2 separate regions of the Gossypium hirsutum genome follow, and region 2 is linked to region 1. Evidence: chromatin contacts called from public Hi-C data. All regions are on one chromosome and are shown on one strand. The core of a region is the stretch at or near the end of the contact, and the rest is flanking DNA. Distances in the headings are between cores, read along the strand shown.

Region 1 (4,081 bases), core at 648-3,147:
AATTCATATTAGGAGCACCATTAATCCTCTGATAGCCAGCTATTTAAGATGCTTCCATCATGGTTAACATATACCTTTGGCAAAAGCATTATTTAGTGGGAATTTTATTTTATTTTTTTATAATTTCTAATTTCGAAGTAAGATAACCATGCTAAAACAAAAAAAAAGTACCGATGCTTATGATAATAACTTACAACGCACAAACATGCATAGCGTATAACTTCAATAGAAAGTGTAGTTACATTATGACAGGAGGATAAAAACTCACCGGATATTGATCATAAATGCAATCCCTACGACCTTTTCCGGGCGCCAGAGGGTGAGTGTGCTCCTTAACAAATTTCGTGACAACCCATTTGCCGGAACTTACTTTCCTCACCAAAATCATTGCCCTGCATCCAACCCTCGTCTCTGCCCTTTGCCTCACAATTTTTTCTCGCTTGTCAGGCATTCTAAAACCTTCTTTGTTGCAAACAAGTGCCCTACCAATAGCAGATCCATCACGCCTTGAACGGGAAAGTTTACTTACCCGAATGATGAATCCCACCCTTGTGGCATACGCATTATAAAAAGCATGTGCAGCTGCCTCAGATTCAAATTCCTGACCCACGTAAGGCTCATCAGCCGGAATACCCTCTGGGATGTCATCCCTTCCTGGAGAAATTTGCTCCACTTTTTCATTCAATTCCTGTTGAAACGTTTCTTCAACAGGATTTTCTCCTGTTTCATTTTCATTTTCCATGCTACTAGCCTCTGCTTGGACGGAATTCAGTACCATGTCACCATTAACATCACCATGAACCCCAAGCTCCACTGCAAGAACAAGCCTTTTTCTAATTATTGCTAGCAGATGAAAAGATAAGAATGCAAATATACAAAGTTAAACTTTATATTTCCTATTGAGGTCCAAAAGTTCTTGGCACATTGAAATTAACAGTTACCAATAGACCATCTAGTTACCGATCAAACTTTATATTACAAAGCAATATAACATTATAACTAGTGGTTGTTTCAAACTTTTTTCTTCTCTTGCTTCCAGATTCCAACCAATCATCAAGAGCATAGATTGGATCCACGATGAAAATAAAGGAATAGAAAACAAAAATAAAATTTACTTAACACAATGCTCCAGAATAGAACCTACAATGAGTCTTACAACCAAGAACCATGTTGCTACAACTCTTAATTTTTCTAGGAAGAAACCGTGTCCGATGTATATACAGACTCCAGTATGGTGACAGAAGTTTACAAAGACCCTACAAATATATGAAATTATTATTATTAATATTATTATTATTATTATTATTATTATTATTATTATTGGTGGTGGTTGTTGGGGGGGAGGGGGGGTGGGCTACCAATTAACATAGGCCAAAATAGATAAGGCATAAAGGAAGCATATTTCTTGTTTCTAATACTTAAGTGTAAATTATAAACTTCTTAAGAATGAAATAATAAAAAGAAAAAGGAACAAAAAGAAAATACAATGTTTATTTCTCGAGTCCTGATTGGAGTTAACTCTGGAATAATTCAGCTCTTTTTTCCTCTTTTATATAAAAAAATTTCCTTTATTTTCCTACCCCCAAACAGGTTTTGATCACAAATTTACTTGATATCATCAATTAATTCTACAACCTAAGGCCCTAATGCTATACTTGCAAATATTGCATTCTTAAAAGGGGGGAATTTAAAAAAAAATACCAGAACGAACAAAACAAATTAAAACCTAATAAAAATTGAAACTCTAAAGTTTCTCGCTTCCACTTGCATTTTCCCGGCATCCAAACAGAGTAAATTAATAATTCAAACGAAAAAAAAGAGCATGTTCAACAATTGGGACTCCGAATCGAACATTAATAAAAACCTAATCAAATTACTGAAATATATAACTTAAATTGACTAAGAATTAAAACTAAACAAAAAAAAGAACTTACTAGAAATTTCAGCCTTAATGAGATGAAATTGTGACAATCGATTAGGATTTAGGTAAAGGAAAAGAAGGGGCGAGACTTTTGGGGTGCGAGATCAGGGTCGAGAATTATAGGGACGCAAAAGAATGTGACGTGGCAAGCGTAGATTGGTTTCAGTAAATACAAAGTCAAACATTTTTTATACTCAAGTTGAATGTTGACACGTGTTTGTTAAGTAGACTATGCCTCAAGCCTATACCTCCAAAGTCCATTCCGTTTTCTTTTTTCGCGGTTTACGGAAAGTTTGATAAACAGTTTATGAATATTTTAAGTTAAATAAATTATTATAAATAATTTTTTAAATATTTATATTATTATTTAAGTGATTCCATCAATACCAACTCCATCAAAATAATTATGAAAAATTGTTCTGTAATTAAAAATTCTGAGGTTGAATTTGAATTAATATTATTTAAGTTAATAAAACATTAAATTTTACTACTAAACCAAAATTTTATTCTATCATAATATTTATATTTTAATATTATACATATTTTATTATCTCGATTAATTGTATTTATACTTGCTATTTATAAAGCCCTTTTATCGAGTTGGTGTCAATCATTGGACCCCAATTCAATTAGGGAATTATCAAAAAAAATTTATTTGCAAAGTTATATAATTATGTAGGTGTTTTTGACATTTTATATTTTTATAAAGCGCAAACTACACAAACGGTCATTTAACAATAAAAAATTTTCATTTTGGGCACCCAAAATAAAAATTTTGCAATTTAAGCACCCACATTATGTAGTTTGGCCATTCTGATCATTCACATTAAAATCACAAACGATAAGCTGACATGGTAGTTAAAAAAATCGGTATAATAACAAGTTTAGCTCTCAACTTTTACATAATATATTGATTTAATTGTAGCCTCTCCAACTCGACTTAGACGTTATGATCAAATCATGAAAGATTACATTGGCCACATCATGAAAGATACATCAACCATTGAAATAACTCAGTAAAACGTTTAGTTTCAGTATTCATCAAAAATCATTTTTATTTAACCAACTTGTCTGTCAATCAAAAAATCATAGTTTGCTTTTAATGAGTTTTTACCAAAACATTATCATTTCAGTTCGGAACCGATTTAGAAATCAAATCGCTAGGTTTGAAGTCGTTATATAATATATATAATATGTTGGGATAAAAATCGAATTATGTTGGGATAAAAATTAGCATTTTATTCTATAATATATATAATATGGTTGATAACTTAATTCTAAAGTGTTATTCATTATTTTAAAATTTAAACACTACTTAATCATTATTAAACACATTATCTATCATTACTCGATTTAAATGATATAATGAAATAATAAAGTCTAAACTAATAAAATAATCAAGTCCATGCCACAGTCGTTTGCACCAAAACAAAACCATGCAAAAATATGAAATAAGTTGGAAATAAAAATAAATATGTTTTGTGTTATTTTTGGTAAAATTCAACGCCGGTCCTCTAAATGCCAAGTCCGAGCCCTAACCTCACGAGTTATCTAGAATGATGGAAAACTAAAGAATGAATTGTGAAGCTCAATGTGGTCTTAACACAAAAACATATTTAATATAACATTCAATTGTAGAAAACATAGCATAACAGTTTATTAGCCTAAATCTACAGTGTGGCTTGGTCGTGTGACCCAAGTCAGAGAGTTACATGAACACAAAAATAGGAACACGGGAGTGTGGCTTGGCTGTGTGACCCAAGTCAGAGAGTTACACAGGCACGAAAACAGGCTAGGACACAGTTGTGTGTCCTTATTTCGATTGTTACACGGCCTGAGGCACAGGCGCGTGTCTTAGTTGTGTGAGTCACACGGCCTAGCCACATGCCTGTGTGACCTATGTAGTGTGTGTAACAGCCCGATTTTGGGCCTAGTCGGAACAGTGGTTTTGGAACCACTATTCCGAGGCCGGAGAAAATTATTTTGATGTTATTTTATGTGTTATAATGTGATTTTATAAGTGCATGTTAATTTTGGTATATTAATTTTAGCGATTTCTAGTCCAATTTCGAAAAAAGACTAAATCACGTAAAAAGTAAAAGTTGTGTTTTAATACCTAAAGTTGTTAAATTGCCTTGTATCTTAAATTGGTGGTTTTTA
Region 2 (4,077 bases), core at 668-3,167, 240 kb before region 1:
ATTTATTTATCAAACCAAGCAAGTAAAGCACAACAGAAACATGTCCTTGAACAAAGAATCCAAAACAGGGACCAACTCCAAATCTTGAATTAGACGGGCTGACTTCACATTTCAGCACAGCTACACAAACTGGATAAAGAACTGCTTAACTCAATGAATCCCAGAAAGCTTATGACTCGAAAATATTAGTGATCAGGACAGAAAGGGCTTCAAAATGTAACCTACAACCAAACAAAGAACCAAGGCTTGAAGCCCCTACCCCTTTGGCTAACATGGTTTAAAAAATCTGGCAGAAGGACAAGAAAATATTAAATCTCAAGATAAAAGCTGAAGGTATTCAAGAAAAGATAACCACTAGAAAGTTGTGAAACTCATGAAAGGAAAGGAAATAAATGTCATAGCTTTAATTAAATCAAGTAAAAAGGTAAAATTATCCCTACTCACTAAAACAATGAAAGCAAAGCAATACAAACATACTTCCATTGTTAAATTCTTATTAGACATAATTTAGTGGAGTCTTAGCCAATAGGAATGTATTCCTTGTAACTCAGAAAGCATATGGCATTCAATATATAGATATGCATGCTTGTAAATTCAGACAGTGAGAGAGGAAAACAAGTTCACGAACCAGACATCTATCTAACAACCACATTCAAACCCGGGTAAATATAAACACATCTTGATTTTGTACGGAAGACAATAGAAAGAAAAGGATCTGAAGGCATGGAGGAGAATAAGAATCCAAAGCTGTGAGAAAAATGCTAAAGGAAGGCCGTCTTTATCCCCCTATTGCACAGTTTCTTCGGAATTAACAGGATCAATTAAGTCAAAGTACTCATATTTTGATAGAGAATCACCATTTCAAATTTCCATAAAAGTATGTACCAAGTACCATTCCAGTCATCAACAACATAAAGAATCAAAATCAATCACCCAAATCAACATTCAAACAAAATCAAGGAAAGGGGACAAGATCCAATAACCGGCCATAAAGAGCTCCAAAATTATGAGAATTCTTATCCAATATTAGAAAGTTATTCTTTTTACAGTATTTTCTGAAAAAAGAACACAGCCCAAAATGGAATTCCTACTGACTAAAAGATGTAGACTTTCACAACTCTCTAAGAAAGGCATCATACAATAAAGAAGACATTCCTGCTACATTCACTTAAAATCTGGAGAACCAATTTTGCAGTCCAAATCAAAGAAGCAACGGATACCTATTCTAATTGTTCACCAAGAATTGATCAAATGGAGCAGATCTAAGAAGGAAACTTATATTACAAGCTTAATGAGCTCACCTAAAGGAACTTCTCTTTTCTACCTAGAGTCCAAATTATAAGATTTCGATTACATTTTTAACGTTTTTCAAAAACAAACCAAATGATTGTAACTTTTGTAGTATAAGAATATCAAAACCTTCCATTTTTAACAATAAAAGAAGCAAATTTACAGGCTGAACCACAAAAACAAACGATACCCAGATCTCCATTTGGAGTAAAAACCAAGAAATTGGGAAGATCTGAGGAAAGAGCAGAGATTAGTGTTGTTTTGTTGGGGTAGAGGACACAACTAAGAAGAAATAAAATGGCAGCATATGTAAAAGAAAAAAACAAGGTAAAGTAAACAAATACCTGAAGTAAAAGAAGAAAGAATCGATGAGGAAATGAGGAGATTTGGAGACATTATGGTTAGAGGAAGAAAAGAAAAACAGATACGGAGAAGAACAGGGAAGAATCCTTCCAACAAAAGTCCCACATTGTCTTTAAAAAGTCCTAAAAGATATTTTTACTGTTATCGTTTGTTGTTCATTTCGTACTCTCATATATATCATAACACCATATCGCAGCAATTTTTTTTTTCTTTGGTAGTACATCGCTGCAATTTTTTTTCACTATTTAGTTCTTACAGGAGTTAGTTGTTATTAGGTGAGATGATTTCACGAGAACTCGAAACTCCATGACAAATTCAGTCCATGAAAATTACTTAAAAAAATTATTTAATAAAATAAAAAATATATTGAAAATAGGGTAAACTATAGAAAACTTCACTCAACTATATTTGTATTCCTGTTTTGATCAACTAATTTTAAAAATTTTAAATTTAGATACTAATGTTTGAATTCTTTTTTATTTTGATCACCTACCATCAAATTGATTACATAAAGTCTTTTTCTAATTGGTATAATAACACATTTAGTCTTCAATACTTACTTATTCTATCAATCTAATTATAATTCTAAATAATTCAATAAATTTAACCCTTAAAATTTTTAAATTCTATCAATTTGATTTTCAAACTTCCTAACTAAAGCTTTCAATTTTTAAAATAGAGGTATTTCATATCTATTAATTGTTTTATTTATGGTTAAAATTATTCAATTCGATACATAACCCTTTTTGTTTATATTTGTAAGAAGTTAGTGTTAGAATTTAACTAAATGCCATTAAAAATAATAGAACATATAAATTTTAAAAATACAATATATAATAAAATTATATAAATATTTTAATATTTTAAAAAATTATTTTTCACTCTGGGTAGCATAATTTTAGTTTTAATTAATTTAGTAAATGATTTGACACTAAATCAGGTCATCAGTGATACGTATTGCTCATTGTGGATTTCAAAATTAAAAAAATAAAAATAAATAAAAACTTAATAATCTTGTATTTAGCTTATAAAATTTTTAAAAAAATTCATTACCAATGTAACAAAAGGAAATTCAATTAATTCTTTCAATTTTTTATTAAAAATAAATTTTAATAATTTTTTATATAATTATTTATTAAACAATTGAATTTTTCAAAGTAATATTTTTAACTCTCGATTTAATTTTAATTTCAATTTTAAGGACCAACTTCGAGGATTATTTCTATGTACCTCGAAGGAAATATCATATTGTTAACAACAATAATAAATGTAAAGTTTTTTTTAAAGTTTTTTCCATTGATTTAGTCAATTTTTTTATCAATTAAAGGATTATAAAATATTATATTTAGAAGAAAGTTGATAGAAAATGAAAAGGAAATAAAGTTTCAAAATAAAATCATTGGTATCAAGGATTTGCCCAAAAAACAACTCGTTGGTTGATAGTGTTATGAATATATAAATATCTTATTAAGTGGATGTTCATCAAAATCAAGATAAGTTTGGAGAAGCTTTGTAAATATTTTCATTGATTAATAAATACGCTCTTTCTTTTTCTCTCTTATTTTCTTTATTCTTTACTTTCTGTCTTTTTATTTTATAAAACGTTATTAGCACGATTCTCTTTTAATTATTTTTTTCCATAAGTCAATTTTTTTCCCTTTCACCAAGCCTTACCCCTTTCAAGCAACAACCAATGTAATAACCTGTCACTCAAATTTGCTACTCAAGTTGTTGTCTATTGCCTTCTAGAGCTACTATTATTTCGACCTTCACTTAAGGCCTACGCATTATGGGTAATCATTATGCAAAGAAATTTATAAAATCATTACATGATATGTTTTTCTCCTTTGTTGATTGATTTTTGGTAAAATTATTTTATAAAAAATATTATTACTTTAAGGTTTCTTTTAAACTAAAGATTTTTTTATTAAATTATAGTATGTATGATATTTGGATGATTAAATGATTATATTATTATTATTAAATATGCTTAAAATTATTGTATTATATCTTTTAAATTGAATTTATAAATATTTGATTAGAGCATCATAAGATTTTATAACATATATGTGGTATTGAAGTTTGGTACAATGTGTATAGGATAACTTTCAAGCATCGTACACGAAAATTTTGATTTTGTTTATTAAATGATTTTTTTACTATTGTATTATAAATGTTATTACGAAAATAAATTGTTTTACTACTTATAATAGTACTCTTGATAATAGTCAGGATGATAATAATAATAATAATGTTAAAGAATGTCATGTATATTTTACAATGATTTATTTATTATATCATGTTTATTATAATTGGAGACTAATCATGATAGATAGATTTTGATTTGAAATCCAAGCATGTTTTGCAATGGTGATTATAAAATAAAAAATCAATGGAGACATTTAGAAGTCTGTCCTACCATAT

What was found. A called contact is a pair of places that touch in the nucleus more often than the background predicts.
Region 2: a Hi-C map of leaf shows a contact between it and region 1, with 2.6 times the contacts expected there. The contact joins the promoter of LOC107952053 here to the promoter of LOC107894142 in region 1. A contact is called at or near these places in 4 of 34 Hi-C or Micro-C datasets (callus, leaf and petal).

The regions. Positions count from the first base shown.
Region 1 is chrA02:27,846,073-27,850,153 of Gossypium_hirsutum_v2.1, reverse strand. It overlaps LOC107894142 (protein FAR1-RELATED SEQUENCE 12), which reads right to left and starts at 1,897. Exons shown (of 4, transcript XM_016819364.2): 1 at 1,727-1,897; 2 at 269-813. The coding sequence starts at 1,781.
Region 2 is chrA02:28,085,866-28,089,942 of Gossypium_hirsutum_v2.1, reverse strand. It overlaps LOC107952053, which reads right to left and starts at 1,917. Exons shown (of 6, transcript XR_005903601.1): 1 at 1,635-1,917.